Regions from separate parts of the Capsicum annuum genome. Here region 1 is linked to region 2. A link is a contact called in public Hi-C data. All regions are on one chromosome and are shown on one strand. Each heading gives the region's core, a stretch centred on a gene start, on an enhancer-like site or on the middle of the called end of the contact. The rest is flanking DNA. Distances are from core to core; before and after follow the strand shown.

Region 1 (6,576 bases), core at 984-3,483, 270 kb after region 2:
CAGCTCCCTTTAATAGTAGAAATACAGCCATCCTGATAATTTTATCAACTATGATCTTTGGCATGTAAGAGACACGATTACATTTGAACAAACAGAAAGAACTTGCAGGGATGTTCATAGTTAAGCCATCAGTAGATTTCATGCACATATTATTCTATTGCAGAGCTAGATCTTTATATCTTTTAATAAACAATTAACTATAAAACAATAAATAAGTAATCAATTACAAAAATTGGCCAATAAAAAGCATAAAAAAACTTGACAGAAATTCACAAAGGAAAAGCAAAAGACTACAAAAGTAAGACGAATGAAGGTTATAAGCAGGAATCTTTTCTCCCTTCCAATTTGAGGAAGAAAAGCAGAGAACTACTTGACCAACTTGAACATCACAGCCATCTAGTGACAGTGCTATGAATTCAAAACATTTGGATGTTCTGGAGGCATAGTTAATGAATGCAGACTATTTGAGCAAGGGCTTATCCAGAAGAAACTAAATAAACAGATGAATTACGCCATCATATGACCTGGAAGTTTATATTTGCCAATCAACTGCCCACATAAAGCAGGAATCATGACTAATCTGGCAAACAAAAGCCCACAAATGTTCAGCATATCAAGAAAATAAAATGTCCACTTTTTTACTACAATACTGATGTCTCGTATGGGAGCTTAGAGCAATTCATCTAATTATCATTGATAAACAGATAACACAGTTCATATGGACGCTGAGACTCACCGCAAAGCAGTGGTAGATCTTGCAAGTGATATTCTCTCCAATAGCCTCAAAAGTTGCAATCAAAGGAGCGAAAAAACCATACCCAATCCCACCAAGGACGCTCCCAATAATGGCTAATATGGGCCAAAGAATCAGAGGAACTGGCAATGAAACCAGTAGCGATATCTTCAAAACCCATCCAAGCTTTTTGCTTCTGAAATGTGAAACAAATAGCACAAAAGCCAACAGAGTACTGTATCAGATACACACTGGGCAACATTCTGTACTACTTTATAACCCATATAACAAGAGCATTGGCAGGAAAACAACATACTTTGCTACACAGAAGTAGGTCCAGATAAAATGTGCAGGCCATAGTCCAATTACAACTGCTGAATTCCCAACAGCTATGATGACTGTCACAATGGGGCCAATTACTAACCCTGTCCAGACAAATATCACACTTGTCAATATCCACAACATTTAATATGCTCTTACATATATCCCCATCCATCTTGTCAATGTCGCTAGTCAAACTTCAAAAGCGTGCCCAGATGAAGAAAACAAAGAAAGCCAGAGGCTTAAAATGAGTAAAGTGGTAATGGTCAAAAATAATTTCAGTTAATACTGCAAAGATGCATGTAAGTCTTACAATTGAGCCCAATATCTTCAGACAACGCAAAAGATATATTGTGTATGGAAAGTCAATTAAACTTCAACAAATATTAAATTCTGCAAAATTTCACAAGGTAATTTAGTGCTAGAACCTTAAAGATTGAATCTTTAAAAGTTAAAAACCCTTGATTAGCCTCTGAACAAATACACTGCACATACTGCTAGTAATACTAGTAGTAATAGTAGTAGTTTAGTATGCTGCACTTACTTGTACCTTGTTATATGTACAAATATAGTGCAAATGTCTTAAAATTGCTCAAACCAAGGTTCTTGGTACAATTTCCAAAAGGGTGTTTGCTTTTACCAATCAAAATAAGACACTGCAAAGAAAACGATTGATAGAGAAACAGTAATAGTATAGTATAGTGCACCTTTGAGAAGGCCAAGGAGGAAGAGCAAGAAGAAGAAAGGAAGAAATGAAATAAAGCTCCAAAGCTTGGCTAAGAACCCTACTGGCACTTCCATCAAGTTATAAATTGAGTGCCGTCTACTTTAAAAAGCTTCAGTTTACTGCTTCAATGAAGTTGACAGGACGATCAAAATCAAGAACCAATGTCAAAATTAATAAAAAGAATATCAAGATGAATATGGGGAAAGGAATAAAAGAATGAAATTGGAAACACAGAAAATGAGAGAACAGAGCCGTTATGAGCCATAACGTGGCAGAAAAATGTGGCAGTGATGCCACGTGGCGGAACTTTAGGCACTTCGATTCCCGTCTGAAGGAGGTTGAATACTGGGACTATACATAAGCCGTGATACTTCACAAAGAATCACGAACTCACGCACATCATCAAGCTCCCCTGTGTTGTGTTTTTTTGTCTTAGGGTATTTGGAGTAGAAGATAAATCATTCTATAAAAATTTTGAAAAATTCTCGCTCCCTTCCAAAATAATTCATAAAATTTTTGAAAAATTGTCGCTCCCTTTCAAAATAATTAAATTATTAAAGTTTTTTTTAATATTTAAAATAATTGAGTTATTCGTTATTCAAGACAGATATTGAAATTTTTTCTAATTTTACCATTTATTAATTAAATTTTCAAGGTTGTGTTTCAATAATTATTATTAATGTTTTGAAATTTGAAAAGGATAAAAATAAAAAAATATGTCTAATTTATGCCTTTTTCTTTTTCTCGTAACATATGTGTCATATTTCAACAATTCAATTATTTTGAAACGGAGAAGTATGTTTAGTAGAAAAATAAGTTTTCTAATAAGGAGAAAAAAAGATTTTTTTAAAATAATAGTAGGAAAAACAAGTTCATATTATTTTAAAACTATGCAAAAAGATATATACTATGAACAATAGACAAAAAAATATTGAGAGAAAACAAGAGATGAGTCATTTTTTTAAATATCAAATTTACAAGTGCTTTAAGTGTATACAATATGAACCATTATACTTCTATTTATAATCCTCATATAAAGGTATATGAAAGGTTAACCATAACATTAAAAAGGAAGATCATGGGTGGGTTAAGGAATGTGAGAGTTATATTCATAATGGTACGTAAAGTAATGGATAAGTAACTATTCAGCTTGAAGAAGAATTAGTTGTAGTAACTTCTTGGGAGTTATGAACATCCACATAAATATTACTTCATAACATTTTTTCTTAAATGTCCATAAATAATGTGTCTTATTAAAATCTTATTAAGAAAAAATTTTGTGAAAAAAAATCTTAGTAAAAAAAAAAGAGTACACATATATTTTAGTACACATTGCTTACTATCTCATTAAAAATTTTATCAAGAAAATTCAGTGAGGCAAAATTTGGCTAAGAAAAAAGAATATAACGTGTATTTTCTCTCTCTAATAAAGACATCATTTAATCTTGTAAATGATACATTCTAATTTAACTTTTCAAAGTGTATGGTTCGACAATACCTCCGTCAAATATTGTGGGGTTTAGCCTCATTAATGCTATTGAAAAATTTATTCATGGCATTCCATGATATAGGGAAAATATTTTCTTCCCTTTGGCTTGTTTTTTTCAAATATTTGGCAGGGAGAAATCAATCAATATCTCCTTAGTTGCAATTGTTGACATTGCAACGTTTATTTATGTCACCAATGACATTAGAAATAACATTTCTCTGCTATAAATTGAGAGCTTCGGCTAATTTAAAATTCACACCAAACAGAGAGAAAATAATATATAGAAAGCAGTAAGGTATTCCATAGATTGTGATAAAAAATAGTCTTGAAAAAAAAATTAGAGTGAGCGATATTTTAGTATGATGGGAGTCAAAAGAGGGTTATTTCTTGTGAGTGTGTAGTAGTCTATTTGAGTATTGTACCTGTGACTACAGTGTAAAATTTATTACTGTAGTACTATTAGATGCTTCTCTTATTTCGTGATTTTTTCTTTATTTAAAAGAGTTTTCACGTAAAATTCTTGATTTCATTATTTTTATTTTTTTAATTATTTTGCCACAAATATTTTTGTTGTTATTTTGTGTTTACCCAACAAGCTGGTATCAGAGCTCATAGTTTGCTATATTTATATTTTTTGATAAACAATGAAAGCCAACACAAGTAGAATGGTTACTTTAAATGGCTTTGGAAAGGAAAAATGGAAGATCTTCTCTATGTCAAGAATTTTTATCAGTTGATTTTTGAAACTATAAAACCTGAAAATAAAATCAATGAAGAGTGAAACCTGTTGCACAGACAGGTTTACGATTTTATTTGGCAGTAGATTGACGAAAATGTGTTGAACCATATTTCTGAGAAAATACATGCTCGGTCCCTATGGGAGCATCTTGAAAATTTGTATGCTCAAAAGACTGAAAATAATAAGATGTTCTTGATAAAACAAATGTTGATGTTAAAATATCATGATAATTCTCCGATGACAGATCACCTGAATAATTTTCAGGGGATCATGAATCAGTTATTTGCTATGGGCATTAAATTTGATGAAGAAATTCAAGGCTTGCTTCTACTTGATTCTCTACCAAACTATTGAGAAACATTTAGAACTTCATTATCAAATTTTGCTTCCGATGGCGTGATCTCTATGAATTTTGTCAAGAGCAGCGTTCTTAATGAAGAGATAAGACAAAAGTCTCAAGGTTTCTCTTCGTCTGATCTCTTGGTGACTGGCACTAGGGGAAAAACAAGAATCATGATTCTCAAAATAAAGAACACTATAGAAGCAAATTCAGAGGCAAATTTAAAGATATTGACTGCTATCCGACGGACATGATGGAGAGCCTGGAGAAGCTTGGAAGAGTAGATCTATTGCTCGCTATCATTTCTCCACCTTGATTGATCAAGGCTTATGAGTAGCTCAATTTCACCAGCATCTCCAATTTTTCTTCTTTTTTTACGCTTGGATTCTCGCGAGTGATTGGAGTTAGCATCAGGATTCGATACGGTTTAAAATGACGCCATCAGAATGAATAATTTTCTGATGCAAAATTTGAAACAATTCTCGCGAATTGTCCAGTTTGCTTTTCTTTCTGTTAATAGATGCAAACTGTAGAAAAAAAAGACGATGAGATTCTGAAACAGGTTATATAAAGCTTTTCTGAAATTTATTCCTCTAGTAAATATGCTATATATAAGTTGAACTAGAAACAATATTTTTGGGTCCATACATAAAGCCTATACACTTATAGTAGTATAGCATGGTATTTCTTTCACACAATTATAAATTGAAAAGAAACTCAAAGTACTTTTATATGTCGATTCTCAGGAATCTCAGTTCAAATAAAATAAAATGAAAATGAATGGTGCATAACGAGAAATGAAGAGTACATAAAACAATACCTGAGTAGTGAGTGCGGCGGTAGAAATGGTGGCAGTAGGTAGAGAAGGAGAAAAGGATTACATAGAGGGAGAAAAAAGAAAGAGAAAGGGAGAAGAAGGGCAATGAGACTATTCTAAAGTGATTGGTATTGGTAAAATTTGTTTAGAAACTAATACTGGATATAAACTAGTTTTAAATAATGTAAAGCATGCACTTGATGTTCGCTTACACTTGATTTCTTTTGGCATGCTAGATAATAAGGGATATGTTAGTACTAATGATAGTGAAAAATGGAAACTCATTAAGGGTTCTTTGGTTGTGGCTCGTGGTGACAAGCGTTGTGGTATATACTGGAATACAACTTCTACTTGTGCTAATATGGTGAATGCAGTTGAAAGGGCTAGTTCTTTAACATTTGGGCATAAGAGTCTTAGCCACATTAACGAGAAAAAACTTAATGTTCTGGCCAAGAAGAAGTTGCTATCAGATTTTGAAATTGCTAAATTAGAAAAATGTGATCACTGTTTGGCTAGAAAACAAAATAGAGTTTCTTTTAAATCTCATTCTCCTTCAAGAAAGACAAAGTTGCTTGATCTGATACATTCAGATTTATGTGGTTCAATGAAGACAAGGACTTTGGATGGTTCACTTTACTTTGTCACTTCCATTAATGATAGCTCAAGAAAACTCTAGGTATATTTCTTAAAGACTAAAGATCAAGTGTTGGGTATCTTTAAGCAGTTTCAGGCTTTCGTTGAAAGATTAAAAAAAAACAACTTAAAGTGTATTGGTACTGATAACATGGTGAATAATGTAGACTGTTTGACGAATACCACATGTAATAAGGTATCAGACACCAAAATACTTCTCCTAAAATTCCTCAACTTAAGGATTTGGCAGAAAGGATGAACATGACCTTGATGAAAAGAGTCAGATGTTTGTTTTCTGAGGAAAAGTTGTCAAATTCCTTTTAGAGTGAATCTTTATTGACCGTTGCACATGTTATTAACCTATCTCCTGCTATTGATTTGAAAAGTGATGTACCAAATAAAGTTTGGTATAGAAAGGGTATTACTATGACCATTTGAGAGTATTTGGTTGCAAAGCTTTTGTACATGTGCTCAAAGATGAGAGGTCAAAGTTAGATGTCAAGACAAGGTAGTGCATCTTCATTGGTTATGGATTGATGAGTTTGGTTATACGCTATATGATTTAGTTGATAAAAAGCTTGTAAGAATTCGTGACATTACCTTATAGAGAATCGAACCATTACAGATATTGATAAAATGGAGAAGCTAGAATCTTCAAGTTCTAATGGTGTGGTTAATCTTGATCAAGTTCCTCATACAAGTGTGCAAGATGTTGGTGGGATTGATAATCACGATGACACCCAGAATCATGTTCCAAATTAAAAGGTTGATGTTAAT
Region 2 (6,271 bases), core at 1,983-4,482:
ACTGAAATTTTGGTACTTGTTGAATAACAAGTACCACATGCCAAGTAATTAGTATGAGAAAGTGGATATACTGGTATATCATTATCGATTGTCTTGGGGATTCCAGCAACTGCAACATTGAGACCGCGCCTTCTAATTTCCTGTAGGAGATGAGGCAGAATAAACTTGAGTGACACAGTTCCATTATTTTCTCCATCATCACACTAAATGTTACGTCACATCAAAGTTATTCTGGAATGGTTACGAATCAAAGACTAAGAAGGTCTACCTCAAATATCACCGCTGCCCCTCTCTGGGTTCCATCTCCTCCAATTATATAAACCTTGAAAACAAAAGGCAACATGAATATCTCTATATGATCCACAGATTAAGATGGAAAGAAAATACACTGAATTAGTTCTCAAATAATTATTCTCTATTTTTTAGTTTTACCTGATTCATACCCCGGTCCTGAATGCTATCTACTATTTTCTTGGTAACATGACCTCCTCGAGATGTCCCAAGAATGGTTCCACCACGTTTATGGATATCATTCACAACCTTGGGTGTCAAGGGAATCGTGTTTTTGGAATAGAAACCTCTATATCCTCCCTACACACCCACAAATTTCATCAGTTCTAATGCAGATATGCATAAAGCAAACTTTTGGAATTATGAATCAAAGATAGAACGTACTCTCTTAAAACATAGAGAGAGATATTATAAACTTGGAATGCATAACGAAGTTTCATTTCAACCTTTTTTGATTGTTAAGTTTGATATTCAACCTTACTCCTTTGTGTTCCTAAAATTCCCAAAGTTTGCATTATACTTAGGATCGAGAGAACTGTTAATCTAGTTGCTGAAATCCTCTTCAAGATGAGTCTTGATGCTACTGGTTCTACAACTATCTATCAAGCGTTTTGATGAATAGAGTTAAAGAAGCGGGAAACCAAGTATGTAACCATTGTCATAAGTAAAGCTGCTTTATTTTTCAAAAGGGTACATGGTAAAATTGCTTAAATGTATTGCTGTGTCATGGAAAGAAATGTATACTCACATCTATCCCCACGACTCTGCTTACACCATACATATGGTATAGGCCACATACTATTTCCCTGGTAACTGTGTTGAGACCTGGACATAAGCCTCCACATGTTACAATACATGCATAAACATCGTCCGGCTCAAAGTAAACCTGAAAAATAATCACGAAGGTTTGTATTTATTTGACCAAACCATAGAATCTGGATGCTGAATAAGCTGTAGTTACATTAGATAATTACGTACTTTTTGGCGAGGACCAGCTCGACGAAAATGTTTCCCCCTTGGACTGTTCTTGTGGACAACAATCTGTTAATTTGTAGGCAAACATGTAAGCAGGAGAAAACCTTGGCCAACCAGGATTCTGTTAAAAGGATATATCATATACATACTATTCCTTCAAAATATTTAAGTATGTTTCAGCACATCTTAGATGATCTTTGTCTATGTTCTTACAGGAATATGGAGTAGGCAGCAAATCCCGCCAATGATATAGGCATTGTTATTAAGACAAATAAACATGTCTATTGGACGAAACTACGAAAGTCTAGGCATATTGCTTACAAGGCATATTACCCCGTGACCCGGACAACATATTAGCACGAGCACTATCAAGTGCTTCTCCGAATGATTAGAAGGTAATCCCCAAATATTTTTCATTTCAAACAGAGCTGACCTTTTGGGCAACTGCATCATCCACATTGACAAAATACTGCCTGGAAAAATGTTAAAATTTGTTTGATAAAGCGCGATCCTCTAAATAAGCAACCAGAAGTGAAGGAGAATATCAGGCGACTTACTTAACAACTGAATATGAAGGATTGTCCTGCAATGGATTAGGATATGTCTGCAATGACGAGATAAGTATTTAGTACTTGATCAAAATAGAGACTCTTTATCCCTTTTAGAGCATGGATGGAAAGCATTGGAAACACAAACGCCTCTTATAGCAAAAATCATGTTCAAAGGAAGTATATATGGCAATTTTTTTCCTCTTATGATCCACTAGACTAGACATACAAAAAAAGTTGTATTTTTGTATAGAAAGACAAAAATCAACAACAAAGGAAAGTGTAGTTGAACTTTCTCACTTAAAGTAATCGAGAAGTAAAATGATTTGCTTCGTTAAATTAATTGAAGAAAGATGTAGTGGTAAGAACAAATCTTTACCTCCTTTCCACCAATTGCTTTTTTATAAATAAATATAAGGGAAATATCAACTTGATCGTACACAAATATAATTCAATCATATCGCAAACCTACCAGTTTTGTCACATGGGCAAATCAAATGGAGGATTGTGATGAAGCAACAAATCATCATAGACCTAACTTATATAACAATTAGTTAATTGAATCTACATAAGGATTCACAAATAAATACTCTAATCCATTCATTATGGGAAAATAGAAGAAACAAGTCGAGAAGAAATAGAGCAGCTTTATTGTGTCAAAATCATCAAAACATAATCAAGAACCAGAAAGGATAGACTTATTTTAGGTACTTTTTAAGCTGTACTATTTGAGTAATATAAAAGAAATATTTTAAAACACTTTTCTCAAGTCAAATAACAAAATAAGTAAAAAAATTTGAAGTGATAGTTAGTAACTTACTACATGTACTTGCAATAAGTCACAAAATATAAGCTCATTCAAACAAATTCGAGATAAATAGAGGAAAAGAGAATATACAGGAAGATTAGGAATGTAATCAGACAAATGAGGAACATCCTCCAGAACATAACCATCATCACCGATCACGATCTTGTTCTGCGTGTGCTGCAAATTAGGCATTGAACTTATTATATTCAAACCAGCTGTCTTATTGATATTATGCCCAGACCCCACAGTTACTCCTGCTAAACAATGATCAACTGATCCCATTCAAGCAAATCTAGTTAAACCGTTTATCTCAGATGAACTAACTTGAAAATTGAATTAATCAAAGTGAGCAGCCTTTGTGCTCTTTAAACTAAAAATGGTCAACAACATATATTATATTATAGATACATATACATGTGGCCTTTTCTAAAAAGATATAGGTATGTGGCAACCGTTTATTGAATTTTCTCGTGGGTATTTTGGATAGGAGTTCACGAAAAGTTGGTAAATTAAAGAGGGAAAATAAATGAGAGGACTGAAATTACTTTTTTGATTCTTCTGGAAAATAGAAGATTCTATACTCGTATTCTTGATTCTTGTCAAATTTGGACTGCGTGAGGTTAATAATGACCTCATACTTCGAATAAATTACTAGTTTGATTGAATTAATTGTACTAGCATCGTCAAGCCGCACGCCTTCTTTTGTCTTTCTAATTTCGATCCACTAGATTTGCAATAATGACCTCATACTTCGAATAAATTACTAGTTTGATTGAATTAATTGTACTAGCATCTTCAAGCCGCACGCCTTCTTTTGTCTTTCTAATTTCGATCCACTAGATTTGCACGACCCTCGCTAGATTTTTTTTTTTTTTTTTAAGTGTGATGTAAATAAAATTTAGATAACTAACTATTAAAATAATTTAAATTTTTAATTATTATGATTTATTATACCCTTTCTTCTATTTTAATTTAAGTGATAATAATATAATTTCGAGAGCCAGCCAAATATTTATATTTTTAAAATTTTAAAATTATTAATTATTTGATTTATAATATTTCTTACATAATTTTTCAATAAGATATGAATATCCTCTCTATCCCAATTTATGCGACACAAATAAAATTTTGGCAATCAATCAATTTTTTAAATATTTTTCTTAATTATTTTTATTTACAGTACTTTTTATTTCACTTTCAAATAATATATGTTGCTTTATATCTTCCTCTGTCCCATCCCAATTTATATGACACTAATATAATTTTGATAGCCAATCAAATTTTTTATGTTTGACATATCATTTTGTTATTCTTAATTTTCTAATACATAAATAACTTAAAATAAGGGGTGGTATGGTAAAATTATCGTTTGAAGGAGGACAATTTAATTTAAAACATCAAAAGTCAATTTCACATTTTATGTTTATGTTATTTTTTTATTAAATATTATTTATTTTCTTAATAACTAGATGAATCATAATAATTAATTAAGAGCGATTGATTATGTTACTCCTATAAAAATTAACATAATTTTATCATATCCAATAGTAATCATTGATAACTCACTGGACTAGTATATTAATTAAATACGAGATGCTATATTTTACATATACAAAATATGATATTATTAAACATTATTGGATAGTGCATTATGTTTATCTCTCACAATAATAGAATTTTATTATATATTTTTGTATTTATTTATTTTTACTTGATACATATTGACCCAACACAAATCTTAAGAAAATATTCATTAGGAATTTATTTTATTAAATTAAATTTATTTATTTTGTACTTTAAAAATTTAAAGTTAAATTTTAATATAAGTATTTCTATATAAGAAAAAAATAATTTTAAAATTTAAATTTACTAAAATAAATAAGTAAAATAAATTAGGTTTGAATATAAAAGTCAATTAAAATAATAAAATTGATTTACTTTAAATATTTAGTTGCAATTAATTAAGATAAAATTATTATATTTTTAAATTACTTAAATTTAAAATGCTATATTTTGTATATACAAAATATGATATTATTAAACATTATTGGATAGTGCATTATGTTTATCTCTCACAATAATAAAATTTTATTATATATTTTTCTTTATTTCTTTTTTACTTGATACATATTGACCCAACACAAATCTTAAGAAAATATTCATTAAGAATTTATTTTATTAAATTAAATTTATTAATTTGTACTTTAAAAATTTAAAATTAATTTTAAATATTAGTATTTCCATATAAGAAAAAAATAATTTTAAAATTTAAATTTACAAAAATAAATAAGTAAAAAAAATTAATTTTGAATATAAAAGTCAATTAAAATAATTAAATTGATTTACTTTAAATATTTAGTTGTAATTAATTAAGATAAAATTATTATATTATTAAATTACTTAAATTTAAATTAAATCTATGAAAAGTTGAGGGCAATCTTATAAATAAAGAGAACAAGGTGGATTTTTTTAAGGGCATGATCAGTAATTAAATAAAAAATTGTGAGTTTTTTTAAAGTTATTAGTAAAGTACAACTAACATAACATAAAGGACAAATTCTTTAAGAAGTTTTTTCTTGTGAAAAGACTAAAATGCTTTCAAAATTGATTTGAAGGTCCCTCTCCTATAATATAATATAAAATATTGAGCAATTAACTGCCACTTGTTATTTGCCCTTGGCCAAACACACGCCACAAATTTTCATTTTTAATCCTTTATCGAGGCTATTACTCCCTCCGTCTAATATTATTTGTTTTACTTTTATTTTTAAATGATTGTCTCAAATTATATATCATTTTAAAAGTTTAAGATTAAACTTTTTTTTTTTTAATTTTATCTTAAGTATAGGTTTTCTTGAAGATCACAAAATTCATAATTATGTGGTGTTATTACTTCTGAAGATGCCTATTTAGATTTTCTACTCATTTTTGTTGAAAGCGGATAAATTGATTTTTACAATTGTCTACTCATTAATAGAGATGATGCATAAAATGAAAAAACATTTAATGGAGAGAAATTATGGCTTATATATATAAAACAAGTAAAATAATTAAAAATCCTTCATAGTTAATTATTCTTAAAGAAAAACGATAGATAATTTGAGACGCAAAAAGTATCTATTAAACACCCAAGTAGGGGTGTTCATGGTTTGATTTTCAACCAACCAAACCGAACCGTAAATCAAACTAAACCAACTAAAAAAATCAACATTTTATTTGGTTTGATTTGGTTTGATTTTAAATTTTAACAACCGATAATATTTTCTTTGATTTTGGTTCTAGTGAAAAAAAACTGAAAGAAATTAACCAAATCAAACCAAAAAATTATATACATAAATTTTATAATTATTTAAATATATAATAATAATTTTTCATAAATAATTATGAATATTTTATACCTTCTAATCTTTAATTTGATTTTATTTCACATTCACTACAACACTTAAATCTTATTTCTTGAAGAATCTGTACAAACCCAACACTCTAAATATAATTATCCAATTGTATATATGTGATGTGGTGCATTGCTAGTTTTTAATTTTCTTTGATATGACATCCATCTACTCTTCAATGGTTTGCATGTTTGATTTTTTAAACTATCGACCATTCTATTTGAATATGTATATTGTTTGATGTTAGACGTGTGAAG

What was found. Hi-C and Micro-C count contacts between places; a contact is called where the count stands out from the background.
Region 1: a contact with region 2 is called in a Hi-C map of leaf, with 2.7 times the contacts expected there. The contact joins the promoter of LOC107878060 here to the promoter of LOC107878064 in region 2. A contact is called at or near these places in 2 of 5 Hi-C or Micro-C datasets (leaf and placenta).

What each region holds. Positions count from the first base shown.
Region 1 is chr7:175,708,243-175,714,818 of UCD10Xv1.1, forward strand. It overlaps LOC107878060, which reads right to left and starts at 2,234. Exons shown (of 11, transcript XM_016724930.2): 1 at 1,762-2,234; 2 at 1,050-1,158; 3 at 737-929; 4 at 1-32. The coding sequence starts at 1,855.
Region 2 is chr7:175,442,108-175,448,378 of UCD10Xv1.1, forward strand. LOC107878064 (ATP-dependent 6-phosphofructokinase 6) reads right to left here and starts at 3,233. Exons shown (of 13, transcript XM_016724932.2): 1 at 2,713-3,233; 2 at 1,824-1,870; 3 at 1,700-1,739; 4 at 1,270-1,332; 5 at 1,040-1,177; 6 at 433-591; 7 at 269-322; 8 at 72-140. The coding sequence starts at 2,904.